Linked DNA regions of Mus musculus: all the other regions are linked to region 2. A link is a contact called in public HiChIP or PLAC-seq data. All regions are on one chromosome and are shown on one strand. Each heading gives the region's core, a stretch centred on a gene start, on an enhancer-like site or on the middle of the called end of the contact. The rest is flanking DNA. Distances are from core to core; before and after follow the strand shown.

Evidence for each region. HiChIP or PLAC-seq counts read pairs in DNA pulled down with a chosen protein or histone mark.
Region 1: a contact with region 2 is called in an H3K4me3 HiChIP or PLAC-seq map of fetal liver, with 5 times the contacts expected there. The contact joins the promoter of Armc3 here to the promoter of Spag6 in region 2. A contact is called at or near these places in 5 of 115 datasets of contacts at active chromatin or transcription factors (bone marrow-derived macrophages, embryonic hindbrain, fetal liver and 2 more) and 2 of 9 other capture datasets (embryonic stem cells and macrophages).
Region 3: an H3K4me3 HiChIP or PLAC-seq map of bone marrow-derived macrophages shows a contact between it and region 2, with 6 times the contacts expected there. The contact joins the enhancer-like site here to the promoter of Spag6 in region 2. A contact is called at or near these places in 2 of 39 promoter capture datasets (the HPC-7 cell line and frontonasal cranial neural crest), 1 of 484 Hi-C or Micro-C datasets (myocytes), 5 of 115 datasets of contacts at active chromatin or transcription factors (bone marrow-derived macrophages, embryonic forebrain, embryonic hindbrain and 2 more) and 2 of 9 other capture datasets (adipose tissue and macrophages).

Annotation. Positions count from the first base shown.
Region 1 is chr2:19,197,199-19,200,424 of GRCm38.p6, forward strand. Armc3 (armadillo repeat containing 3) reads left to right here and starts at 1,920. Exons shown (of 20, transcript NM_001081083.2): 1 at 1,920-2,159.
Region 2 is chr2:18,697,061-18,700,419 of GRCm38.p6, forward strand. It overlaps Spag6 (sperm associated antigen 6), which reads left to right and starts at 1,962. Exons shown (of 11, transcript NM_001001334.2): 1 at 1,962-2,034; 2 at 2,108-2,203. The coding sequence starts at 2,010.
Region 3 is chr2:19,159,401-19,162,823 of GRCm38.p6, forward strand. No RefSeq gene overlaps it. Among named protein-coding and RNA genes, the nearest start is that of Armc3, 38 kb to the right of the region's middle. Within about 2 kb of position 1,566, at least 27 of the 459 cell types and tissues checked have an H3K27ac peak or open chromatin away from gene starts, as enhancers often do. A contact at or near this core is called in bone marrow-derived macrophages and myocytes, where this site is marked.

The sequences.
Region 1 (3,226 bases), core at 670-3,169, 500 kb after region 2:
TCCCAGGGAGAAGGAAACATGTACTCCCTAAACCAATGTCTGAATGGTCAGAGAAGATGGATTTATACCATCCACAAATTAGAATGTGCTTGGATCAACATCAGCAGCTGTCTGTGCAGCTCAGTAAGGAAGAGAACCAGGGACAAGTCTCAGGGACATGAATGGCAGATTAAAGGGGCCAGGCAGAAAAGGCTGCATGCTGTTTGGTTTCATTTACAAGACATTCCAGAAAATGCAAGATTATAGAGAAAGAAGAGAGAGCAGTGGCTCAAGGAAAGTAGGGGAGAGAGGCTTGATGTCAAAGAAAGATGAAGGACACTTGGGATGACAGAAATGTCCTATGTTCATGGTGGCAGTTGTCCCCACAACTTTAAACCCTGGTCAAAGCTCACCAACTGTGTGTTTTAAATAAACATGAATCCCTCCCCCAAAAACCTGAATACAAGACATATTGAGTCAAGAAAAGTCTATACAAAGATCAAAACACTGATTTAAATTATTTCATAAAAAAATCTCTTTATGACTTGTAATATTGTATTTTTAAGACATGTGTATGATGTACTAGCGCAGGACATGCCTATAAAAGTCAAACCGATCTCACTACACGTCTGTCTTTGCCATTTACTAGAAAAGTGACTTTATGCCAACTACTTAGCTCATACCTCATAAAATTAGGGTGGGGCTTATATGACTCGCGTTAAAAGCTCATAACTCTCTGGCTTAGAATAAGTGTTCACCAAATGTCCATTTAGAAATGGCCTAGGTGGGAGAGCATGCATACTAGTACACAGTCAAACATACACCCACACGCACACATGCGCACACACAGTTTATAATGTCATAGGAAAACACTGGGACTAGCACACATGTAAGTTAGAGCAATGGTATAAAATAAGGAATGCTTTGTGGGCCTGGAGGAGCGAGACTTTCTGGAGGAAATCTTGACGATAGATATGAAAAATGAGCAATGGTTTTTGGACCAATTAAGGGAGTAAAGGGCAGAAAATGTCACTGTGTACTTGAGAAATTATTATATTTATATACATATAGGGGGCTGGAAAAAGGAAGATAATGAATTGCGTTAGTTAAGATATTAGTCAAAGTTTAACCAAAATATAGAAATCACGTGATATATTTGCCCACAAATACTTTGATAGAAATAGTTGTTAAACATGTAAAAATCTGCTTGTTAGGTGATTAAGATGGCAGGAAGAGGAAAGTCACAACTGTGAACAACAGAAGTTGGAAAGGTCACAACTGTGAGATGCATCCGGCCCTGTTAGGGCCGAGAGAACAGAGAGCAGGTGGGACAGGAGTCTGCAAAGTGTAAGGGGTGGAGAGATGGACCCCTAAAGGAAACTGACGGGCTCTTTCTGGTGACTGCACCAGCCCAGCTTGATAAGTAGAAATGAAGGAAGAGTCGGCCTGGAAGATAAACAGTGCCCAGGAGAGCACAGCTGGGAAAGGAAATGGGGATTTGGAATGAGAAGCTGGGGGAGGGGGTGAGGTAGAAGAGACTGGAAATAAGGCAGCGGGGGGTGGGGGGTGGCATCAAACAGGCAAACAGTTTGGGGACAATGCCTTTTCCTAAGAAAATTACAAACATTCGAGCAATAGAGGGACAAGACCAGAACAATTATTTCCGGGGGACTGGGAAGGGGGAAGGGGGAGAGGGATGGGGCGGTGTACATCTATGGTGTAGAGGAAAAACCGGGAGGAGAAACTAGAGTCATTAGCTGCGATGACCTGGAATGTGGTGGCAGTAAGAACATGAGAAAGATCTAGTAAGGGAAGGAGCCAATTAACTGATGGCTTCTTTACTGAGAGGATGGCTAGGGGGCAGAGGGCGAGAGAGCAAACAGGATCGTCTTTATTTGGGCCGTTGGAAAGAATATCTGAAGACGAGGAAGGGAGGGAGAGGAGGAGATTTTGAGCCTTGTTAGACTTGCCATGGCACGATTGTGGTTCCTGCAGGATTGATTGATCGATCACTTTGGAGCTGGACAAAGGGAGCCTTGGGGCTAAGAACTAATTCCGGGCAGAGCACGCATGCGCAGCCCAGCGTCGCCTAGCAACAAACATCAACACAGACCCTCAGAGGCCAGTGGAGTTTGCCACATGTACAGAGCCACTGCTTCTTGAGACTTGACTCCGCGCAGGTAAACGACAGGCACGGATGCACACCTGTCCCGAGGGTTGGAGAGGCCAAGGACTAGAAGACAGGGCAAACTGTAGCGTTCAGTGCACAGGTGGGGACCGTTGGGACAAAGGAACAGTACACCAGACAAACTGTCCCAGACCTGCACCCGCAGTTACGAGGTCACTTAACGGAGCAAACCTGGAGCTCTAAGAGCGATTTGAGGAGCTAAGATCCAGTCACTTGACTGTAAGCGATTCTTGAAGTAGGACCTTACCTGCTTCAGCCCTCCACTGCGGCTTTAGTTCTGCTTAAAGGCAGCTTCTGCCTTAGCGACTACCTAAAGCTCAGAGACTGAGAGGGCTGCAGGAGAGAATGGGGAAACAAATAACAAATAGGGCAAATGTGGCTATGAAACGTATTCATTTAAGCCACACCCATTGTCATAATCAGTACAATGAACCTGGTACCTATTCATCCCGCTATCTTTTAGCTGTTTCCAAAAAAAAAAAAAAAGGTAGGTGGGTGAATTTTGTGTATATCCAAAGACGTTCGTTGCAGCCTTGGCCATAATTCCAGAAAACTGGAAATGGATGCTAGATGAGTAATGAACTTGAAAAAACATTATTTAAATGATATGCTGACCAATGGAGAATAAATGGAAATGGAAAGGTTTTGAACTTGCCCTTTAATAATTTCTTAGGAAAATGGTCCCAGGTAAGGAAATTGACAATCGGCAATACAATTTAGGCAAGATGGTAAAACAAAAACAAAAACAAAAACAAAACAAACAAAAACCAAAACAACAACAACAAAAACAAAAACCCACTTATCTTTGGTAAATTTTACTTTGTTCATTGTGTCTATGGCAAATTGCTCCCACTTATACCAGAGGATTACATCTAAGCCCCTGAACAGCCATCCTACACCCAATATAGTGGTAAAATCCAGCCGCCTCTAACTTTGGAGCATTGCCCAGGACCCATCCATGTTTGCAATGCTGTGTGTATTTATTCTCTGCACTGTTCATTATTCAACTGTTCAAAACATCATCCAGGAATAGAAGACATTAGTCTGAGGACAACTGAG
Region 2 (3,359 bases), core at 712-3,211:
GGGTGGGGAGGTGGGAGTGGTGGGTGAGTGGAGGAACACCCTCATAGAAGCAGGGGGAGGGAGGATAGGGCAGGGGCTGGGGGGGGGGACCTGGAAAGGGGATAACATTTGAAAAGTAATAACAAAAATATCCAATTAAAAAAAAGAATATGGGTCAGGAAATATAGAATGGCTTTCTTTTCAGTTACAGTAATCTCTTCACTATATGTTATATTTAAATTACCAACAATTCCACTTATGGGTACATTATGATCATTATCTTATATTTCTTCATTGAACTTTAAAGGGCCTTGGGGGGGGACTGATAAAAACAAAGATAACTTCTTTACTCCATCTAGCTTGTTCAGATATGAAATAGGCATCCTATAATGTGTTTCAACAGGATAATAAATTCTACTAATGGGCATTGTTCATGAATACAGACTTTATAGTTTTAAATATTTTTTCTACTTGACTTTTAAAACCTAGCATCCCATATGGAGGTTATTGAATTCCTAACAAGTTTAAAGTAGAAAATAAATAGAACATAGAAAATAAAGAGCAAAGCACTTACTAAAAATGGAGGGTGTAGCAATTTAGGAGTTTGAATTGTCTAAAGACTGAAACTAAGCACCAGGACCTTTAAGTTGTGAGGGGTTTTTTGTTTTGTTTTTGTTTTTGTTTTTGTTTTTTTAAGTCTTCAAAATGCTACAGGGAACTGAAAATAAATTAAGTACACTCCATTAGCAATTTTAATAATTCACTCCGGGTTTCCCTCTATATCTGTACCTGGGAGTCCTGTTGGGGAGAATGTAGAAGACCACTGTGAAACTTACAGAGTTAAGTAAAAGGATGTGTCTCTGACTGCTGACCTGCAGAAGCCAAAGGCTGTCCCAGGGTGTGAAGAGGACTAGACACACTAGTCCCAGCCTTCTAGGACTCCAGGGAATACCAAGGCTTCTTCAGAGAGCTCCTATCAGGAGTTAAAAGTGACTGTAGTAGAAGATTCCAAGTATGAAAACCAGAGATGTGTGTGCGTCCTCTTGGTGATAGCAAAGATTTCCGGTCTGCCACGATTAGGCAGCAGCTGTGGCTAGTTGTCCATTTGACACCTGGTGAAATGGTAGTTTCAGAGAGAGAAATATTTAAAATTGACACCTGTCACTGAAACATTTGGTGCAGAATTTTAAGAGAGGAGCTAGAACTAACGGTAAACTGTAGTGCTTAAATTTGATGAAAAAGAAAGGCTGCGGAGCTCCATTTATGTGAGCTGGTCTTTTCAGATAAAAAGAAATGTCTCTTTTGGAAATGTCACCGAGCAACAAAATAAGGCCCGAATTTAAAAGAAATTATTTTTTAGAAGTCATATTGAAATATAGAGACAGCAAACTTGGTAGTCATTAGAAAAACCTGCAAGATGGATATTTATCATATTATTTTCTTTTCTGCTTTTCCACAGACTCTCTAAGTGTCCTTAATTGTTGTTAATATATCGTAATTCAGTGTATGGACACGATTGCTGTGACTCTCCAGGAATTCGGAAATCAGAAGTGCCAGGTAAGGAAGAGAGGCATTAAGAGCAACACGGAGTAATGTGTTGCCAGTGTTGCTTTGATCCGGGGACACGCCGGGCCAACGCGTCTATCTGCCTGACGCCTGGTCCCCGAGCGCACCCCTTCTCTCCAGCCCCTAGCCCGCTCGCGCTGCAGTCGCGCTGCAGTCGGGAAAACCCTGCCTCGTGGATGGGTCGGCATAGACCAAGTCCTCCCGGGAGACTCTGGCGCCCTGTGCACCGCCTACAGGGAAGTGACAACCGACGGACTGTCTCGAGCAACACTGGAGTCCCAGCTTATCAGGTCGTCCCTCCACCACTCCATCGACCATTGTGATGTCATGCCTGGGACTTAACTGTTGCGACAGGACGGCTGCGTTCCGATTCCGACTGGTTGCCCAGGAGTGTGGGTACACAGAGCAGTCCCGAGGGACGTTGAGGGGTCGCGGCGAGCGGACCCGACACGCGCCGCGGCACCATGAGCCAGCGGCAGGTGCTGCAAGGTAGGAGCCTTGGGAAGGCGCCCCGACGGGTTGGCTCCTAGGGTGGGCTACTCCACTTCGCCTCTCTCTGCAGTGTTCGAGCTGTACCAGAACGCCCGGACCCGGTTTGTGCAGATGGTGGCGGAGCAGGCGACCAAACCCCAGAACATCGAGACACTGCAGAATGCGGGTGAGCCTTCACAGCTCATGGGACCCTGGTCCCACACCTCATCCCGAATCCATCTTCCTCCTTCATCGCCTTGGCCTCATCCTTCATCCCGCACTTCATCCTCACACCACCCAGCGCCCCAGCCTCCCTTGGTCCCCGGTCCTCTTTCTTTCCCAGCTGCCCACATTGTCTTTATGCTCCCTTATTAGCTCAGCTTTTGGGGAGCCGAGGAAGTAGGCTAAAGTGGTGCCAAGTTCCGCCGGACTCCCTCCCCTCCGCGGTATCTTGTGGGTGAGGCAGTGGAGGAGGCCTGGTATTATTTCCATCTTCGTTGCAATCGGCCTGCCATATGAACTGCCAGAAGTCGTTTTCCTGGATGGGAACGTACCCTAACCAGACCTAGTCTATCCCTCTCTTGTCACTCCTAGATCACATTCACTTCCTAGAAGCAAAGAAATCCCAGGCTGATTTCACTGGTCTCCTCTAGGCATTAATGGAGTAAGAGTAGTATGCTTGAAATTTTTTCCAGGACATTCGAAGCAGGCAAAACGGACCTGGTTTTGTGAATCTTACAGGGCATCCTTTTCCCACCCCTTAGTCTGAAAGGAAGGAGGGGAAAGAGGAGAGGTCACAGTTAGTGAAATCCATCTTTGTTCCACCACCACTAGTGAGTGTGTGTGTGTTTCTGAAGAGACAACACTGATGGGGCACCAAACACAGACCACAGAAAGGATTCCATCCAAATCTAGTTTGGAGAACCAATGAGTTTAGCATTACTAACAGGAACCAGTGTAATCTACCATTGACTACACCACTGAAAATACCTTCCCCATCACCTTAGTCACTTAGACATCCTGGAAAAGGTCCGTACTTCATAAGCCTCTGCTCTAAATGTCTTTGTCTGTAGTCACCTTATGATTTGAGGCTGAAAGACAGAGAGGCAGAGGGACACACACACACACACACACACACACACACACACACACACGAAGGGGCCTCCAGCATCGCCCAGAAGACAGCTTTCCACAAAAGCCTCTGACTGAACTGTAAGCTTGATGCCACTTACTAGGTCTTAAGAAAACCTCAGTTTACAGGATGAGATCTAATTTAAAACTAGTTTAAATGAACACATCATTAAAATAAACTAAGAACACATTGCCATGGTCACAGCACCTAG
Region 3 (3,423 bases), core at 316-2,815, 460 kb after region 2:
CTTGACTGAGCTGAGCACTTTGGGGACACATTTTTATTTTTCCAGAAATAATTTATAACTCATTTCTAGGTTTGCCAATAACTAGAATGTGCATCAAATAGTGCTTTTCTGTAATTATGTTTGTGTTAGCGTGTTATTATATAATTATCAAATTTTAAATTACTATAATATACAAGAGAGCATATATTTTATAATGGACTAATTACACAACCCACGGAATATTGTAATTTTCGAGGAAATGCTTGCCTATGAGTGTTTTCCAAATGTACTCGGTGGGACATCAGTGCTTGCCACTGCTCAGCTGCCGACCACTTACCACGCTTAGGGTTTAGCAGAGCCAGCTTGCTTCACACAGGGCTGGCTGCAGTGCCAGCTGACAGAAGAATGTTTGCCACAGCCTGACTATCCATCTTGAAAAGGGACCCCACTGAAAGCAGAAATACTAGATAAGAAGGAAAGCACAAGAAAGGATGGATTATAATTGAATTGAAACTTTTCAAATCAAATTATTTGGCCACTATTCTTTTTGCTAATTTTAATCTGAAAACCATTTATGCTGTTCAGTGTTATTAATTCATAATGCACTGCAGTGCTTGATATAGCTTGGATGTTAATGTCTTCTGAAGGTTCAATCGTTAGAGGTTTGGTTCACAAACCGTGTTACTGTTCGCAGGAAGAGAAACATTTAGGAAGATAGGTCACTGGCCATATACACTTGAAGGACACATGGGACCTTCTTGTCTCTCTTTTTGTTTCCTAGAAATCTTAAATGAACAATTTTTCTCTATGAATTCCCATCAGGGCAGCCTATGCTGCAGTTACAACACAGCAGGTCTAAGACAGCAAGAACCAAAAACTCAAACCCAAGAAGTAAACTAAGCCCTTCTTTCATAAAACAAATAATTTCAGGCATTTTGTCAAAGTGACAGGAAACTAACAGTCTGCAATCAATCATGAAACATGATTGTGTGTGTGTGTGTGTGTGTGTGTGTGTGTGTGTGTGAGAGAGAGAGAGAGAGAGAGAGAGAGAGAGAGAGAGAGAAAACATACACTGTCTATATTTTCCTGGCTCTCATTTGATTTTAAGTACATGATAATATGGGCTTGGATAGCTTCTTAATCTGCTTTCTTTCTTTCCAGTCATTAATCTACGGCTGAGAAAGTTCTCAGTTATATCAGCTTTCACGGGATGCTGTGAAGGCTGTAAGTGGTTTAATCAGATGAGTTTCTTCTTGTAATAAGAACCCGGTATACAATTTATGCCCAATGAATATTTTTCAAAGGTGGGAGGGCAAGAAGGAGAGAAAGTGTCCACGTGAGAAAGTGTCCACGTGTTTATGTAAGTTTGCCAGAGTGACTGCGCCTGAGGTTTATGGATGCAATGTTGTTCTAGAGTGTGATAGATGCAGTGCTTCCCCTTAGCGGAGGGTGGGCACTGGGATGAGTAAGCATGAAAGTAGGGAAGCAAACACTGCCAAGCTAGAGATCAAATTATACAGGCTCTGCTGTTTCCTCCTGGAGCCTGCTGTGGGGGTGTGCCTCAAGACCTTCCTCCCGGGAGAGTCACATTTCAACACAATAGAAACCTTCATTCCCACTGTGAAGGGTGTGGCTCCCATCTCTTTCTGGCTCATCCTTCCTACTGGAGTGACTTTCTTTGGAGCTAAAAGCATCCTAGCCATTTGCAAGCACCTGAAGGGTAAAAGGCATAATGATGGCGGCGGCTCTGCCACATAGCTATTTTAGTGGTTAAAGATAGAACAGCTGAAGCCCAGTCTGTCCATAGCTTTGTGACCACTTTGCCACACCCAAGTCTGGGAAAGTGAAAGGGTCCTACAATATTAGTGATGAAAAACTGATGCTGAGTTTTCTGTGTCCTTCATAGACTATGACTGCCATGTCTGGATGTGATAAAGAGCCTATTAACTAGGAGTTTCACTGAGCTCAGGGTATTAATCTTTTCTGATTTTATATAAAACTCTTGGGGGTGGAGGGAGTTGTTGCTTAACTAAAGACCTCTAGAGAATTCTGAGTTGAATAAAGACACCAGAATACCCAGGAATAAGATGAGTCAATATAATCATGATATTTATATGCCAAGGAGATTTTAAGACAAGAGAGAGCTGAACTTACTTTTTTACCCAAAAATAAACTGTTGTCCACTGAAAGCATACTATGTGCTGCACTGCACTTAGTGAGCGCTTGTGAGAGCTTCACTCTGGCAAACAGAAAGGCACTGAAACTCCAGGGCTCAGCTTGTGTGCACTCTCCCCTAGCTGAGTTCATTCCTATGAATCCCAAACCTTCTACACAACAGCCACTCTTAGAGCTACAAATAGAGTCACGCTCACAGGTGCCAAGCGCTAGCCCACTATGAAGTACGGCCTTCAAGTACACAGACATCAGTTACAACTTGAGCTGGTATATTTCCTTAGCAACCCTGAGCTCTTCCAGGAACCTTTATCTCAGTGAATAATACCTTCTAGTCTCCAGTTACCTATGTGTGACACCTTAGTTGTCCTTGCTTCTCTCATGCTGGTGTCTCTGGTTTCTGTCATTCACCAATCTTATTGGTTCCAGATCCTGGATCTCTAGATCCATCTACTTCTCTCTGCTCCTCTCTACTCTGCTAATACTGTGTCCAAATAAGATTTCTTTTGCACATCCCTGAACAGGATATAGGGCCTCCTCATGTACACTAACTTACAGTTTGAACAGGAAGTGACCCTCACAAGCCCAAGTCAGTTGAATGCTTGGTCCCCTTTAGCAGAAGGGATCCAGCTAGAGGAGTAGATTTCTGGAGTCAGGCCATTCAGTGTATTTTCTTCCCACTGCTCATTTCTCTCCCTCTCTCTACCAATCTACATATAGACAATGTTTGTACCAGGCCGCTCTTGCCACAATGCTCTGCCTCACTGTGGGTGGGGAATCATCGGTGTCAAGGTCCATGGACTGAAGCTTCTAAAATTGTGACCCAAAATAGTGTCTTCCTCCTTGTAATTTGTTTATGTCAGCCTGTCTGTAACAGGGATGGGGAAACAACCAACACACTAAGTAACTATGAAAAACACAATCTGTCACAGCTTGAAACCCTTTAAGGATTTCTGCTTCTCTAAAATCAACTCCAACACCCTCAGCAGCCTGTATCAGGCTGTGCATCAGTGGCCAATTCTACATGTCTCCTCCATTTACTCCATACCCTCATCCTGGCCATTGTAGCCCCATTAAGTTCCTCTCATGCCACAAGCCTTTGTGTGTATTGAGTTATCTGCTTAATCGCTCATCTAGGGAAATATCTCTTATTCCCAGATCTAGGGTAGCAGTAACCAGCATGAATGTCATTATTCAAATATCTCCTCTGGTTGGTAGGAGTCATGGGAACAAGGGCTTCCCAGATGGTACTTTGTGTTAAATATTTGAAAC